Regions from separate parts of the Mus musculus genome. Here region 2 is linked to region 1. Evidence: chromatin contacts called from public Hi-C data. All regions are on one chromosome and are shown on one strand. The core of a region is the stretch at or near the end of the contact, and the rest is flanking DNA. Distances in the headings are between cores, read along the strand shown.

Evidence for each region. A called contact is a pair of places that touch in the nucleus more often than the background predicts.
Region 2: a contact with region 1 is called in a Hi-C map of forebrain, with 2.7 times the contacts expected there. The contact joins two enhancer-like sites. A contact is called at or near these places in 3 of 484 Hi-C or Micro-C datasets (cerebral cortex and forebrain) and 4 of 115 datasets of contacts at active chromatin or transcription factors (VIP interneurons, astrocytes, embryonic basal ganglia and 1 more).

What each region holds. Positions count from the first base shown.
Region 1 is chr6:92,392,274-92,396,168 of GRCm38.p6, reverse strand. The region is part of intron 8 of Prickle2 (prickle planar cell polarity protein 2); the gene reads left to right. Among named protein-coding and RNA genes, the nearest start is that of Gm38862, 10 kb to the left of the region's middle. Within about 2 kb of position 2,013, at least 23 of the 459 cell types and tissues checked have an H3K27ac peak or open chromatin away from gene starts, as enhancers often do. A contact at or near this core is called in cerebral cortex and forebrain, where this site is marked.
Region 2 is chr6:92,663,874-92,667,768 of GRCm38.p6, reverse strand. All of the region lies in intron 2 of Prickle2 (prickle planar cell polarity protein 2), which reads left to right. Among named protein-coding and RNA genes, the nearest start is that of Prickle2, 40 kb to the left of the region's middle. Within about 2 kb of position 2,073, at least 52 of the 459 cell types and tissues checked have an H3K27ac peak or open chromatin away from gene starts, as enhancers often do. A contact at or near this core is called in cerebral cortex and forebrain, where this site is marked.

The DNA of each region.
Region 1 (3,895 bases), core at 764-3,263:
GAGTCAGAGAGAAAGGGAACCACCAGAGTGGCTCTCAGGCAGAGTGCAGCAGAGAATTGGTTTGGTAGCTAAGAGGGATGTGCAAACAGAGAGAGAAACAGATTATGGTAAGTGCAAAGAAAGAAATGAGCCAGATTAGAGAAGAAAATGTTTATGTTCAGCTACATAGAGAATGGTCAGGCAAGCACTCTGAAATGCAAGGGAAGAGGAGAGGAGAACATGGTCACAGATAACATGTGCAAAGAGAGCACTTGCCTAGTCCCGGGAGCTCAGCGGAGCCCAGGGCTGAGGGAACCTTGGAGGAGATAGCTTCCTTTGGAACTGTGAACCTCAGCTCTGGTTCAAACCTAGCCTCCTGCTGCTCCTCTGGCAGCACCACCCTGCTCCTGTTTTCTCTAGTCAGGTGCAGGACCGTGGAAAGTCAGAGGACTTGCAGGGAAGGCTGAGAAAGCATATTTAAGACCATACGGAAGCAGTGATCAAAAATAGCACTTATGCTGGGTGAGGGAGAAGTTGCTATTTAAAGTGGAAACAAGAATTTAAAAAAAAAAAAAACTATCTATGAACTCCTTCTGTGGGTATTTGTATTGATGGAGTTTACCTTTTTTTAGGACTGCCTTCTGCCCTGGTTAGATCTGGATTTCATACACAGTTTATTCTCATTTTATCCCAGGTACCACCTTAGTCAAACAACTGATTTATAAATCTAACTAGAGCAAAAGCTTCCCTTTAGATGAACAGTAAGCTTTAAAAGCAAGCTAAACAGAAGTGTGATTCACCCAGTCCCACTATTTATCTTCTTCTCTTGCACAAACAAGCCAGTATTGGCTATGGACAGCCAGCTCCAAGCACTTTGGACCTATCTATTTGTCTTTAAGAAGAAAGATTAAATAGTTGACATTTTCCCTGTATATGAGGGTTGCCATAGTTACAGGCTTTCATCCATCTCTTAAAGTTCTGCATCCTTCCACTTGTCTTAGTTTCTTCTTTCTATGATTAAAAAAAATAATAACCTTACCAAAGCGACTTAAGGGAGGAAATCTTTATTTGGGCTCAAGGTATAGCCTGTCATAGTGGAATGGACAAACCAGCAAGGGTTTGAGGCACTGATTACATTGTATCCATGATTAGGAAAAGAGCAGTGCATGCGAGCTCTCAGCTTGCTTTCTCCACCTTTACAGTCTCTTTTTTTAACGACTTAGCATAAGATTCTCACATCCCCATCCTGAGTTTCTGAATCTTTCCACTCCCACTCCCTTGTCCACAGTGTCGCCTCTGTACATCCCCAAGGCAACCAAGATCTACTGTCATAAGTGGAGCTAACAGCTGGCAAGCCTTCTAAGTGGGACACCATGTTAACGCCTACTGTATAATTATCCCAGTTAATTTTTGTAGCAATGCCAGGCAGTATATGTACACAGAACAGTCCCACCAGAATTGTCCAGCCCCAAATGTCAATAGAGATGAGGTTCAGAACCCTGCCGCAGGCTGAATGAGGTAGTGCATACCTTTAATCCCAGCATTCAGGGGGCAGAGATAGGTGGATCTCTGTGTGTAATGCCAGCTTGGTTTACATGGCATGCTCCAGGCTAGCAAGGTCTATATAATCTCATAAGACAAAATCCTGCCACAAAATTATCTTTTGTGAGGAGGTTGTATTGTGAAAAATTATATTGTCAATTTTCCTTTAAAAGGTAATATGGCATCATAATACTGAGTAGGCTCTTTAAAGTAGCCCTGGCTACCCCATCTCCCTGCAGTTCTCTTGTTTCACATGGCGAATGATCCATAGTAGACATCCTTTGGGTTCTGAAGATCAAGTTTATTGAGATCAAGTGGGTAGAAAACAGCAAGCAGCAGGAAGATGATAGAGCTTCCAATAAGACACTTATTTTTTCTGTCACAGAACTGAGTGGGGACACCTGGGAGACCAAAAGTACCAGCTGGAGCAGAATGGCTCCTCCTAGGTGATGTGTCTGATGTGCCATCCCCACCACAGGCATTTGTATGCTGTGGGATAAATAGTAGCTGAGTCTTTTGCTTAGGGAAGATGCCTAGGAACGATTTACCTCCCAGCTGCATTCAAGGACACAAGGCTTTTAAGCCAAGGACACAAGGCTTTCAAGCCAACTGTTCACTCTCCTGTTCTCAAGTCTGCAGTACGTTCACTCTTGGACTGTTTTGCTGGCCTCCTTTTCCTTCTCATAGGGCTGGGGGCAGCACATCCTGGACCAGGGGTCTTGGAGGACACACTCTAAACATATCTGGGTCTGAAGTAGATCACCCCTACCTCTCAGTGAACTTAAACAGCACAGGACAGTTTGCTGACTTAATGTAGTAGACCCCCCTCTAGTGGGGGACAGCTTGGCCATTCATGTCTCCTTTTGTAAATCCCAACATTTGACATTGTCATGGCAGCAGGTAGACCCTACCTTCAGAAGTGCCTCTCTGCCAGCACGGATGTTTCAGATCTGTTTTGCAGCAGCAGCAATTGTGGGTGTGGATCAGGCAAATGTGTGCCCTTGCCCCTGTTAAATCTATCATAGGTGGCCTCAGATCAGACCAGGCTAACCCTTTCTGCAGCTCGAATGCAACTTTTCTCTTCCTCCACTCTGTTAGCAGACTGTGGGCTCTTCTCCCTATGGTAGCAGACCTGTTGCTGTGAAAAGGAGAAAGATGAACTATTATAATCCTCTAAACCACGAGGAGCATCTCCATCAACCCCCATGTTCTTTCCAGTTAAATCCCTGCCTGCTGCCTGAAGGGGAACTCGGCTAGGGTGAGCAGAATGCAAGGGCACAACTTCCAGTCCTAGCTCTCAGGAGGCTGAAATAGGAAGATTATGTTTGAGGCTATCCTGGGCTATATGGTGAGCCTGTCTTGATGTAAAAGAAGGAAGAGAAGGAGGATCAGCTGAGGGTGTTCGATGTAGGGAGCTAAGATCATAAACTAAGATCACGAGAGGAAACAAATTGTCCCGAATGGTATTCTAGAGCAGCTTGCCAAGCAGAGAGAATAGTGACAGAGAGTACCATGGGCTGACCACTGAGGTCTCAGGAAGAGTGTGAGTGGCTCCAAGATGGCTGTTTGGTACCTTCATGCCTGGGAGGTAGCTAGTTACCGAAGCCTTCATCCTCCTTAGCCAGGACTTGAATATACCCTGGTTGCTCTGCCTGGGTCACTCTCAGCCTCTCCTGGACTCTGATTGCTCTTTTGGAAAGTAAGAATTATGGTATCTGCTACCCTTGAATTCAGATGAGGTTAGGAGTGGAAAATTGAACATTTAGGAGACAGAGACTTCCTAGACAGCTTTGTGGCCAGCCCACCTCCTATTCTCTCTCTGCTTCACGGTGTGGATACCAGCCTCCTGCCCCACCCTCTGCATCCTTCCTTTCCTGCTGCCGTGTCTTCTCCACCATGATGCACTGCATCTGCCTGAAGCTGTGAGGCAAAATATACCCTTCCTCCCTTAAGTTTGTCTGTATTTTGTCCTAGAAATAACAAAGTGACTAAAAGAACAGGAATTACAGGGGTTTTTGGTTTAGTTTGTTTGGGGTTTTGTTTATTTATTTGCTTGCTTGCTTGCTTGCTTGCTTACTTGTTTTAGTTTTTGAGCTTTTGGGTTTTGAGGGTTTTTTCTTTTTGTTTTGTTTTCTTCTGTTGTCCCAGCAGCTTGAGCAATGACACACCATGGGCATTTAATGAAATTGGCCCTCGTTGGCATTTATAAACTATTTGTTAAATGAATATCCTCTCTTTCACAGAGACATGAAGGGGCTTAAGACTCTACCCATGATCACATGACTAAAAGGAGGAGACTTTAGCAGCTACAGTAAACTTCATCTTGCACTGTTTCACCAATGGCAATGACCCCTCGGCTCTGCAAACTAGTTGC
Region 2 (3,895 bases), core at 824-3,323, 270 kb before region 1:
AGAGATTATTGGAATCCCACCTCTGCTGATGCCCAGTTGGAGAGCCTGCAGTAACAGCCCAGAGCTATGCAAGAATAATAAAGCAAACGGGGCCATTCTTTTGAAAGCTGACCCGTATGTTTAATACATTTCGGTACAGGAATGAAGTCAGGCTTGATTATAAGCCATTTAATAACTTCAGTTAGACTGTGCTCTTCATTTTTAGAGAGTAGGGTTTTTTGTTGTTTTGGGGTTTTTTTTAACTTTTTTTTTTTCTTTTTGAGCTGTGTTCTCTCTCTGGAAGCTAGATTTCTTCTGCCTCTGTTTACCCGTCCTGTCCTAACATAATTTGAGGATACTTTTGAATCTTGCATTCACTCTCTCAGATCTTAGGCTATGACTTCATGAACATGGCCTCTCTAGACTAAGAGCAGCATCAATCATAATAGTAGGGATAATAGGATAGTAAGCTTCCCGTTCTCTTAAAAAACCCCTTTAAATTGAAATCTCATTTTGATTGTTAGTTCTCAATAAATGGATCCCATTGGAACTCATATATTTTTCTAACCTATAGAATATCAGTGTTTATGACTGAGGATCCATAATTAAGTACTGTTAGTTCACCTTCTCTTTGTTACACACCATTAGACAGGAGTGCCCCTTGAATATATTTATCACTGTGGTTATGTGTTCTATTTGCGTGTCTTAGAAAAATGTTTTGCCTACTACTATTCTCTAAGAGTGTTTTGTTGTTGTTGTTTGTGGGTGTTGTTTTATAATTACTATTTCATGGAGGATGAAGGCCCGGGAGGTGAAAGGGCTTGCCTAACAGAGCCGTGATATAACAGAGCCAGGTGAAACTTGAGCCCCTGTCTCTGCCTCACGAGGCATCCCCATTCCTCAAGCAAAGCTCGTAGAATATTCAGCTTCCTACCTTCATGTAAAATCCTTTTAGACTGGACTCCAAGCCACAGGTCAGCACAGGCTAATATGACTATCTTCCAGAGCTAACTGATATCGATATGAGTTCCAGTCTCTACAACCCCCTAAGGTAAGTGGGAATCCCATTTTATAGATGAGAAAACAGGCTCATAAAGTTGTGCCTTGCACAAGTTTTAAAATTATTAATTTGTTAGCCAGGCATGGTGCCACACATGGGAGGCAGAGGCAGGCAGATCTCTTGAGTTCAAAGCCAGCCTGGTCTACAGAGAAAGAGAGAGTCCCAGGATAGACAGGACTACACAGAGAAACCCTGTCCTGAAACCCTCATCCCCAAGTAAAAGAAAGTTATTAAGCTGTAGAGGTAAGGTTTATTTCACCAGCTTAGGCTCCTCCCAGCAGAAGTTGGAACTGATATGTTGGCAGCTCCAAGTTTCAGTGCAACTGTAGGCTATCCGTGCTATTCACAAATGTGGGAATATCCGTAGAACATCTGTAATAATCGCCAGTGAAAATGACAATATTACAGAAAATCAGTTAGAAGAAATAAACAGCGTGGCAAGGGAAGATGGCTGAGCAGGAAAGGTGCTTGCTATACAAGCTTGGAAACCTGAGTTGGGCCACTGGAATCCATGTAGGCACAGGCAAGAACTTACTCTACAGACCTGTCCTCTGATCGCCACACAATGCTGTGCTGTGTGTGCCCCATCTTCCATACACAACAAGCCAGAGTCATGAATTTTCTCCCTGCCTGTCAGGCCTTCCCCAGACTTCCCTCCAGGGACAGGGGATGTGTATCGTGAGTCTACTCTGATCACTTGAGCTTCCTTTTGCCGATTCCTCCAGGTCACCACCTGGTATTGAGTAACAGCTTGCTGTGTGCATGAGCCTTAGGGATGGTTCCACAGTTGCCCTGCCTTTGTTCATGAGAGCCTTTCCCTGGCCTTAAGGCTGAGTCATTAGGGGTGTGAGTAGTTTTGTTCTTAACAACATCCTCTGGTCTGGGATGCTCCCCAAACATTTCTTCCTTTGATTGCAAACACTGGGGGGTTCTTTTTTCTCTTTGGAGGGCAGAGGGCAGAGTTGAATAGGCCAGCATCCTCTCCTGGCAACAGTCCTAGAATTAATTCCTGGACCTGAAAAATCCAAACACCCAAACTTCCTGCAGTAATGAAAACCCACAGCAGAGGGCAGTCTCCTACATATGGCGAGGTGTCCTTGGCCCTGAGCTTATTTAATTGAAAAACCTACAGAAAAGTAATTAGCCTGGCTTCATAAGAGAGGCAAATCCCTTGCTGCCCCCCTCAGCCCACCTTTTGTTTAAAGAAGGCCATTTGTTCTTGAAGTGAAGAGTCCCCCGCGCCCTCCTTCCCTTCTTGTCCCCTGCTACAACTGTTAGGTCTAGTTTCTCTAGCTCAAAGATAGAAAGGGGTTAATTTTAGAGAAGCAACCCCTATTTGCTTTGTTCCATATGCAGAATAGGAAGGACACTGTCGCATGGTCTGTCAGATTTTCTCGGTCCCCTCTTGAGGAGGCAAGCCTGGAAGGAGGGTATGAATCCCAAACGTGTGTTTCACTCTCTCCTGCCAGGCATTCTCCCAAGGCCGTTTCATGCACTCTTTAAATAAGCCCAGATCCCCCATTAAGTGGATTTGCTTACTATTGCCAGTTCACACATGGGGAGATGGAAACCCTGAAACTGACAGGTTTGCTATGTGGTTCTCTGGGCTTTAAGTTGGTCATGTGTTTTAAAACAGGGAGTATCAGGTAAATTGCTCTTGAAACCCCTATTTCCTCTCCATTGGAGACAGAAGCTTGGAGGACAGATTTCCTAGGAAAATGGGTATGTCTGGGGGGTGGAGGTGCTGTTGTTGACAAAGAGCTTTGTTACTCTTTTCTAGTGTCCCGCCCCCCACCCCCAGCTGAGCCTATGCCTCCTCAGAAGGTTGAAGCTGGGTCAGCTTATCCATCAGGACTGTGCTGAGCCTGATCCAATTTTAGCAGTAACCTGCTTCTGCTCCCTAGGAATGTTGCAATAGGAGCTACGGTCCTGGTTCTGCAAGCCTGGCCAGCTCCCATGCGCTTCTGCTCATTCCCAGAATACAAAACACAAACTCAGGAGTGGTCCACCTTGGTTTTTTTGGAGTGTGTCTCTTGGGAACCTGGGGCTTACCAATAAGGCCAGGCTGCCTGGCAGTGAGCCCCAAGGATCTGCCTGTCTTTGTCTCTGGAGTCACAAGTACATGTTACATGCTCAGCTTTTGTATTTTATTTCATGGGCTTGGGGGATCAAACTCTTGTCTTCACGCTTACACAGCAGCCTTTGTTAGCATTCTGTCTAAACTCCACCCCACAGTTACCTGGCAACCGCCAGGTATGCCAACCTTGGTGGGCATTTTTACCAAACGGGAGTCTTATTCTCTGAGGCATCAGTCAGCCAACAGATTTGTTCTGAGCATTTCTAGCCAGTGTTGGATCACAGGTCTCTAAACCCAGTACCAGGTCCCAGGAGCTACTTGATAGAAGTTGGACAGATGCTGGAGTGAAAAGCCACAGTCTAAATGCCTCTGAAGTAAATACAGGCACAGCTTGGTCCCTCTCCTGGTTAGCCTCTGAAGTCACCTGAGAGGAAAGCTGCAGTGGAGGGACTGCCTAGATCAGGCTGACCCATAGACTGTCTGTAAAGATTGTCTTGATTGACTGGCGTAGGAAGGGCCAGACCACTGTGGGCGGAACCATCCCTAGACAGGTGGTTCAGGCTGTACAGGAAAGAGAGCTAAGTACAAAGGAGCCAATCAGCAAGGAGTGTCTGTCCCTCTGTGGTGTCTGTCTCAAGCTGCTGCTTGAGTTTCTGTGCTGGCTTCTCTTAATGATGGGCTGGGACCTGTAAGCGTGAGTCAGATGCATCTTTCCTTGCCCTAAGTTGCTTTTCATCAGAATGTTTTTTTGTCACAGCAACAGAAAAAAAAAAAAAAAA